Regions from separate parts of the Cricetulus griseus genome. Here region 2 is linked to region 1. A link is a contact called in public Hi-C data. All regions are on one chromosome and are shown on one strand. Each heading gives the region's core, a stretch centred on a gene start, on an enhancer-like site or on the middle of the called end of the contact. The rest is flanking DNA. Distances are from core to core; before and after follow the strand shown.

The links. A called contact is a pair of places that touch in the nucleus more often than the background predicts.
Region 2: a Hi-C map of fibroblasts shows a contact between it and region 1, with 2.1 times the contacts expected there. The contact joins the promoter of Arl4c here to the enhancer-like site in region 1. A contact is called at or near these places in 4 of 8 Hi-C or Micro-C datasets (the CHO-K1 cell line, fibroblasts and liver).

Annotation. Positions count from the first base shown.
Region 1 is chr2:440,124,424-440,128,689 of CriGri-PICRH-1.0, forward strand. No RefSeq gene overlaps it. Among named protein-coding and RNA genes, the nearest start is that of Arl4c, 140 kb to the right of the region's middle. Within about 2 kb of position 2,673, at least 3 of the 6 cell types and tissues checked have open chromatin away from gene starts, as enhancers often do. A contact at or near this core is called in the CHO-K1 cell line and fibroblasts, where this site is marked.
Region 2 is chr2:440,258,704-440,263,423 of CriGri-PICRH-1.0, forward strand. Arl4c (ADP-ribosylation factor-like protein 4C) reads right to left here and starts at 2,937. Exons shown (of 1, transcript XM_027397503.2): 1 at 1-2,937. The coding sequence starts at 2,461. The coding sequence ends at 1,883.

The sequences.
Region 1 (4,266 bases), core at 1,423-3,922:
TGAGCCCTTGGAGACTCTTTATCAAAGTTTTCATTCCCTAGAGTCTATTTAATTTTTTATTTTACATAGGGAGAAAATCCCTATTCATCGTTATACTCATGGCATTTTGTTTATCTGCTACAGTTCTTTTAACTCTCTTGTGCAAAATCTTATTTTGTGATGCTCAAGACCGAACCAAGGGCCTCATGTTCACTAAGCCAGTATTGAAACACTAAGCAAGCTCTCAGCACCACTTATGGCAGTCACAGTCCTGCATAAGTATTAATGAACAGAAAAAGGAACTTTGCTTCAAATATCTGCCTTTTCATTAATAAAATGCATTTGTATGCAGACAGCTTACTTCCTCGTGGCACAATCCCTAAGTGTCAGCTTATATAGCAGGTTTCTTATTTAAATCACTTCCCTTAGCAACCTGAGAAGGGCACTCCTCAGGTTGGTAGCATGACCAGATAGTCCCTCTCCACTGGCATCCCCGTTGTCAAAAGTGATTTGTAACTGTAGGGGTGTGCAGTGCTGTGTCTTCAAATTAATCTTTAAAGTGGATGTTTCCCAGATTGTATTTCTGCTGCTCTAGCTATTTTTACTTCTATTTGTGTCTGCACAGACAAGAACACTGCAATGTAGACTGTGAAATCCAAATGAGCTCAGCAATATGTTTCTTCTTGTCCCCATAACAGAGGAGGCTGCCACCATGCTCGATTCCTCCTGCTCTGGCTTCTTTTTCTGAGAAGTCAATCTTCTTGGGTTTCAGGCACATAAAATGCCTCCCCCTCCATCTTCATGCCCAAGAATTAAGATATTTATTAGTGTTTAGGTGGAACCTTCACCTCAGCCCCACCTCTCTCTCTCCAGCCCCCCCACTTCAGAAAGCCAGCCAAGAGGTAGCTCCTTCCCCTGAGATGCCCGTTACCATACCTACAGGGTATTTAAGACCTGCCCCCCAGACCTGACACATGGTTTTTCTCCCATCTCCCCTGAGAGTAACATGGAAGTTGCTTTGCTCTGTTTATTAAACCTGGTCTTATTAATTTGGCTGGATTTGGCTTATTGCATCGGCGGAGAAACCTACAACCAGGAATTTCCAAAAATACTTAGCCATTAGGCCAAAACCTTCAGGATCCAAACACTTCTCCAAAGCCCAGAAGCTGGCAATCAAATCCCAGCATGTAAGCCCAGCAGAAACATTTCATACACAAACTGTGATATTCTTTCTCTGGTCCCTAAAGGCTCATGACTACCTTATAATGCAAAATATATTCAGTCTATCTCTATAGTTTTAATGGTCCCAGCATTACTTAAAAGCTCAAGTTTAAGTTTATAGACTCAAGACAACCTTTTAGCTCTTAATACAAACTCCCGCAAGATTCTAAAAGACATTACATACTTCCAATGTACGAAGGCTCAGAATAAGCATTCCTTTTCAAACAGAGGATTAGAGCACAGAAAGGAAGTGTAGGATCAAATCCAGCAGGGCAAACATTATTCTGTACCTCGGGTCCACTAGTATACAGGGTATTTGGTAGTTGGATATAAGGTCTGAATGTTTTATATAACCCCACTTTATCTGTTGAAGTATGCATGGCCTCTCTCCTAGACTATCTTAGTAGACTTTCCATATTCCTGGCATCTCTAACTTCCTGGGGTCTCAATTACATCAACTTCACCCTCACAGTTCTAGGCATCACCCACTGGGGGACTGCGTGCAGGCTGTCTGATTCTACCACACATTGCCATCCCTCCCAATGTTCCTTTTAAATCTCTGTGGAAATCTCCATGGCCCTGTAACTCTTGAGTTCTGCATGCCCAAGAGATCAGGATCCTAAAGATTTGGCAAGATCAGCCACCAGCTTAAGAAGTATCCAGGCCTCCTTAAACCACTATACCATCAACTTTTGAGTGCCTATTTATTTGATCATAATGAAACAAATCCTAGAAAAGCCTAGGGATGGTGCTGCCCACTGTGGGCCAGCGCCTTCCACCTACATCAATCATCAATGAAGACAAGTCCTCACAAACAAGACTACAGGCCAATTTAATGTAGACAGTTCTTCAACTGAGGTTCCTTCTTCCCATGCCACTCTAGGTTGTGTTGGGTTGACAATAAAAACTAACCATGACGATAATATCCATACTTCCAGGGTGTGCCTGTGACTTACTTTCACTAACTGGCCCACACCTCCTACTTTTGAATTCACATTATAGCTCCATCAAGGAATTAGTCCTTGAGCACATCAGAACCTTCAGAATCTAATCACTTCCCCAAAAGCCATTAGCTGGATGATAAGCCCTTAATATATAACATCTCAAATCTAAACCACAGCATTACTAGCCTTTGTTGGAGGAGGGAGAAAGACAGGGAGAGAGAAAGAGATTTATTTTGTATATGAGCAAAAATCAAGGCCATCTTGCAAAAGAATTAAGGATTAGAGACAAGAGGAAGAATCGACTTCTCAGTTCTTTTTATGAAGAGAAAAAGGAATGCAGTAAAAGAAGTGGATTTTATTAAGAAGAACGTATAGAGAGTGTTTCTGAGCTTGGATGGCGCGGCCATGATTAAGGCTGTAGCTGGTGGGAGGGAAACCTCAGAGAATGTGCCTACATCCTGAGGGAGGGCTGGAGCCAAGGACAGAATTGGAAGGATTCATCCAGGCAATGAGACATCAGTATGACTGGGAGTTGTGTGACCCACAGCCTGGACAGTTGCCTGTGATATCTCTGTAGCTTCCTGTGAGTCAGGGGAGAGGATCAGGAAGGACAAAGGCAGAAGATGGTGACTAAGTCAGCAAGCTGCCCTCTGCTGCTTTGGAGCCACACTTGCCTGCGTCTGCGCTCCACTGCCAACCAGCTTGCTTGTCTTTGGGCAACTTATTTAGACTTTTTGGGCAAAGTCTTTCCTCATCTGTAGTTGGGGCAAATAATCCATGTGCCACGGGGCAAGGGTTCCAGTGACATAAGATGATACATGGAATTCCTAGCACCCAAGAGTTCAGGACATTGGCTGTTTATACCCTCCTTGGGTTTAGGCAGTTGGAGGTGACTGTATCCAGCTGCCAACTGAGTGAAAGACTAGCATGAAGGCTGCCTTCCAATCCACTGCCATTACCCAGAGTGTTTGCACCCTACTTTTGGGCCACAAGAACTGATTCTGCCTTATCATTCCTTCCCATTTTTCAGATCACAGCCACCATAATGTTGTTTTAAAAGCACTCTGGAGAAATAAGGGAAAGAGGGGGAAACAGACAAAAAAAAAAAGCCCTCTCTAAACTTTCTCCAAACCAAACCTGTCTGCCCCCTGACTCTTCATCACAGAGTCTACCTGCTGACCCAGGATGGAAGTCAGTTGCAGGCAGAGCTCTGGACTGGAAGCATTTCTGTGACATACTAGGAATCATGCGTTTCATTCACTGGACTCGCTGGAAATGGTGGGATAATCTCACCTAACATATTCGTTAATTTTAGATCTCAAATTGTAATGCTTAGATTCAAATCTCTAGTGAGTCCCAGTAGATTCAGACAAGGAAGTCAGTCTCCAGGCTCTGGACCCAAAAGATAGGTGTAAGTGACATACTATCAAGACATCAAAACTAGATAGGAGCTTGGCCAAAGTCACCTTGCCCACAGGTAAGGGAGAAGATGCTAGGGTACTTTCTTCTTCCATCATTTTAGCTCCTGCTCTAGTTCGTCACCTGCCCTGTATCATGAGTGTCTCCATGGCTCTCCCTCTTTCAACTGCCTGAATTGATGGATTTGTCTCATGACATAGCTGCAAAAGTCACAGGTATTTTCCCCACCTTTGATCCCCCTACCTGCTGTCTTCATTTGAATCCCAAACATAACTTTTCTCCATTCTTCTTGCTTTTCCCTCTCTGTTCCCCCAAATTTAGTTGCCCCACTAAATACAGTGATGGTTAAGAAGAAATCAAACAACCCACGTGAGTGACAAGTGCAACAGGCAATTGAGTCTGGGTGCAATAGGTAAGTCCACTAGGGGAGCACCACTGCCTGTGGTAAGTGTGAGACAAATGAACCTTCTAGGGACAATGGATGGTAGGTAATAAGATCACAGACCCATGTGACAGGTGCCACCACCACTGAAGCCTCTTCACCTTGCTCGTGCACAGAGCCTTCCCTGAAAACCCATTTTACTGTGCAGATCTGGGTCCAATGTTCCTGGATCTTTGACATTAATAACATGTTGCCTTATTATGTAACATGCCTATCTTGGTTCACTTGGCTTTTATGGAGAAGCCCTACCATGTGGAGGTA
Region 2 (4,720 bases), core at 1,687-4,186, 130 kb after region 1:
AGGGAAACCAAACTCCTACCCTAAAAGATGGATTCAGAGGGGAGATTGAAAAAAAAAAAACAACAACAACAAAACCTGCTAGTTGTAAATTTCTCTTTTGATACTGTGTTTCAGGACAAATGGCAGCTTTTACCAAGCCAAGACTCACTCCTGATTATAAAGGATTTTTAAAATTACATTATTAAAAATATGTATTTATTCTTTCACTTTATCTATTTTCCAAAGCCTTTTTCAAGTAAACTGTGAAGTGCCTGAGTACCAGTGACCATGACGTCACACACCTGCTCCCTTTTCATCTCAAGCACTCATTGTTGTTTGCGTTTAACCAAAGTGCTGGCTGGCTCTGAGGCCAGGCCAGCTCCCACAGGGTGAATTCCAAAGGACTCCATCCTTCAGACCTTCCTCTCTTCAAATCCATGCAAACGAGGTCAGCATTTCCAAGGTGGGGTTTTATTCTTTTGGTGAATGACATCAAATACTCTAATGACACACTTTGAGTAAAATACTGAACTCAGATAGGCTACAAAGACCCAACTCAGAAATCTGAACATGTCTCCACTTGTAGTGCCAAGGGGCACAAAAGGACAAAGTGAAGATTATTCATTTGTGGAAGTGTTTTTTTTTTTGTTTGTTTGTTTGTTTAAAAAAAAATGTCTGAAACCTAATCACCACGTGGTTAGAATGATCAGACATCCTTCCAAGAAAACCATTTTGCAATTCAGCACACATCTGTAGTTGGTGTGCTCCTCCAAACCAATCAGTAGGCTGAGAGAATTTCAAATTCCACACAGAGGGTCCAGTATTTATGCCGATTATGCAGTATGGAGGGAACACACACACACACACACACACACACACACACACACACACACGAGAGAGAGAGAGAGAGAGAGAGAGAGAGAGAGAGAGAGAGAGAGAGAGAGAGCGCATTAATGTCAAGAACCTCACCCTTTGAACACCTGTACTGGCACCACCACCACCTCCAATGGTTTTCTGTTTTTCTTTGTTTTATTGGTCTCTTTATGTGATAGTGACCAACACACTGATAGGGCCTAGGCCATCTGTAAGAGGTCTCATGCCAGGCTGAACAGCAGTTCTCAGCAAAACCACACACACCCACCCCTGGAAAGTGGCGTCTTCCAGGCCATTCCCAGCCAAGGCCAGAAGTGCAGCAACACCCTGGGTCCTCCGGCTGCCGCATGGTCCCAGGCAGTCCTCTGGACGGACCCAAACCACCACCTCCTTTTGGGCCCAGAGCAGGACAAATGAAACTGCAAACAGGGGCCAGCCCTGTGACATAAAACTACTCAGTTTGCACAGCTCCAGAATGCAAGGAGCGGTCATCCCCACCCTCCCATCAGTACACCCCAGTGCCTACCCGCTCCCGCAGGGGTATCCCAGGAGTTCTGTGAACTGCATACCTCAGGTAACTCACACGTGATTTCCCCCCCGCATTGGGGGCTGGGCAGCCTGAACTTCTGGCCCTGATGGAGCAAGAAGAAATCGCTTTTGTGTCTCTGACATCCAACCTTCCCACCTGGGGCCAGAGGGCTCACCACCGGACCCTCGCGTCCTCACGTTCACTCCCCGCCGGTTACCCCCACCCCACCCCATCTGTAGCTCAAGCATTTAGACAAAAGGTCCCCTGAGCTGGGGTGGGGGGTGGGGCAGGTGGCGAGCAGGGTGGTGATGCAGCCTCCACATCCCAGGTTAAGTCTCCAAGTCCTGCATTAGGATACAGAGATCGTGTCTTAAAAACTCGAAGCATCGCTTTGGTTCGTTGTCTTTGTTCGCGGGCGCGGGTTCTCGCTCACCCAGACGTCCATTCATTCACTCAGTGGCTCGCTCACTCAGCCTCGTTTCCAATCGCTGCCCGGACGCATTACCGCTTCTTCTTCTGCTTGAGAGATTTCCTACGTTTCAGGATCATCTCATAGAGCTTGTCCATGCCCTCGGTGAGGCCCTCGCCGATGATGGCGCACGCCGGCTGGACATGGTAGGTGGTGGCCGGGATGAGCTCGTGCAGCGCCAGCTGCTTCTCAATCTCGGCCACCGGCAGCGACTTGGGCAGGTCCTGCTTGTTAGCGATGACCAGCAGCGGCGTGCCCTGGTTCTCCGCAAACTTGGTCACCTTGTGCAGCTCCGTCTTGGCCTCCTCCAGCCGGTCCACGTCCACCGAATCCACCACGTAGATGATGCCGTCCGTGCAGCGGCTGTAGGACTTCCACAGCGGCCGTAGTTTCTCCTGGCCGCCCACGTCCCAGAAGTGGCAGCTGATGCCCTTGGCGGTGCCGTTGCTCAGTTTGATCTTCTCGGTGTTGAAGCCGATGGTGGGCACCGTGTTCACGAACTCGTTGAACTTGAGCCGGTAGAGCACCGTGGTCTTGCCGGCAGAGTCCAAGCCCAGCATAACGATGTGCAGGGACTGGAAGGCCGAGATGTTAGAGGAGATGTTGCCCATGGCTCCTCGCTGCGGCGCCGGCCACTGCGGCTGCGGCGGGAGGGCGCCGCCCCCCGAGCAGTCACAGGCCCGCTGCGACCCGGCGCACCTGGGCCCCGCCCGCTGCTGGACCCGCTGGGCCTCGGCGTCCCCGGAACGGACGGACAGCTGGGCGCACTTAGGCTCGGAGGCGCCCGCTCCCTGGCCCGCCCGGTGCGCGCCCCGCGGGCATCTTCCTCCCGAGGCTTTGTCTCCCGCGCAGCCGCCACGGACAGACGCCGCGGTGGAGGATGCCTGCGCCCTGCGCGCTCGCCCGCCTGGATCTGTGGCTTGCCCGCGCCGCGGCCCTGCAGCAGCCTCTGGCCTCGATGGCGCCTCGGAGCCGCTCTGGCTCCGGCTTCCCCGGCGCGACGCGGAGGCGCAGGCGGGGCGCGGGTTTCCCCGGGTGTCTCAGTCGGCGTTGCTGCCTTGCTGTTCCTGCAGTACCCGCGCTGCCGCCACCGCCACCGCCGCCGCTGCCGCCACCAGCCTGCAGCGGCCAGAGGGCGCCGGCCCCGCCCCTCTGGGCCCGCCCACCAGCCACGCCCCTTCCCTGACACGCCCCGCGGTCTCCCGGGGTCAGGCGGGGTCTTCTCGGCCGGTAGCGCCTTTTCGCGCGCTCCGGTCGTTCGAAACTCGCTCGAGCGACCCTCCCGGCTGGCCGCGCCCAGACTATGGGCCCGGGCGCGGGCTCTTCCTCTCCAACCCGGTGACGCGTCTTTTAAAAATAGCTCCGGGCTCCGGAACCCCCGCCTCGGGCCGAGCACGCTGCTGGCCGGGCAAGGGCAGCGTCTGCAGAGGGCTAGGGCGGAGAGACTGCGGCATTGGCGCGGGAGGGCGGAGGGGAGGGGCTGACCTCCTTGAGCCTGCAGCCTGCCACCCGGATCTCATTCCCACCGCGTGGTCTCACGCACCTGGGTGCCCTTACCGTGTCCTGAGCCCTAGTCCTTCTTGGTACACAGCTCCCTTTTCTGCCCTAACTTCAGGGGGCACCCGGGAGGCTCAACTGGGAGTACCACCCACCTGCTTAGACACCTCCTGACAATTCTTTCTCTTGCCCCCATCCCCGACTCTGCTGACATCCCAGATAAGGTTAGTATTGAGAAGGCACCCTTTGTCATTCCACATTGAGAACTAGCTACCTTCGGACCAAGGGGGAGGGGTCGAGTGGCGGGCAGGGAATGGGGGTGGAGGAGTAGTCCAGATCACCTGACTGCCAGGCTCCAGGAAAGCCTGGGCTCTCGACAACCCTTGATTGTAAAACTTGCGTCTATAACTTGGAGCTGATGGTGTGGTGTGTCACAAACACATTCTCTAGGTTCCATCTCCTGACTCTCCATTCACTGGCGTTATCTACCTTGTAAACATGTAACTGATACATATTATTTCTGGATGCAGAGGGAACTGGGGGGGGGGCTGATTATGAATGACGCAGAGATTTGATGATGATGGGAACTGGAGATAGCCAGCCAAGGGTCAGGTAGTCACATTCCTGTAGGTCTGGCTTCTGTGACAGAAAAGGCAGCAAATACAGTCCAGGTAAAGAAAATAAAAATATTATTCATCATTTGTGAATTAAAAAGTTATACACACACACAAATGCATGCACACACACGTGCACCTTCCTTTCAAATGCTAGGTTCTAATATATGATATAATATATAAATCATTTGTACTTAAGGTCTGTGAGAAAACCACACTTGTCCAAGGAAGGACAGCCTTCTCCCGTCACTGAATTCTCACAACTGCAAGAGCCAGTCCAGGCTCCCACTATCTAGACTCGAGAACAGGTACGGTGACAGATATGAGTACTGGCGAGGTCCATGCAGGTTACCGATCCACATCGCTAGTTGAAGAAACCCAGGTCTGAGTGCTGGGACCTGCTAAGGGAGACCTCAGCTACGGACAGCCTGCTTAAGAAACAATGTTGCATTGGTTCTGGGATGCCCTCCCCTGACAAGGGCACAAAAATTTGTCTCAAATTAATCTCAAATTGAGCTGGCAAAAGGGCAAATATGGTAACCAATACATATTCTCCGATATAAGGAAAAAGTTTAGAATGGAGGTTCTCTCTTCTGACCCACTGGATCCAGGAGCTCAGGAGTAGACACTAGACCAAATCTTTTCCACCTGTCCTCAGTTTCCCTCTGTGCTGGTCCTTTTAATTCCCATGGCCTCACACCATTTCATTTAGAACCTAGAAGGAAAAAGGACTTAGTAATTTTGACAAAACCCAAAACA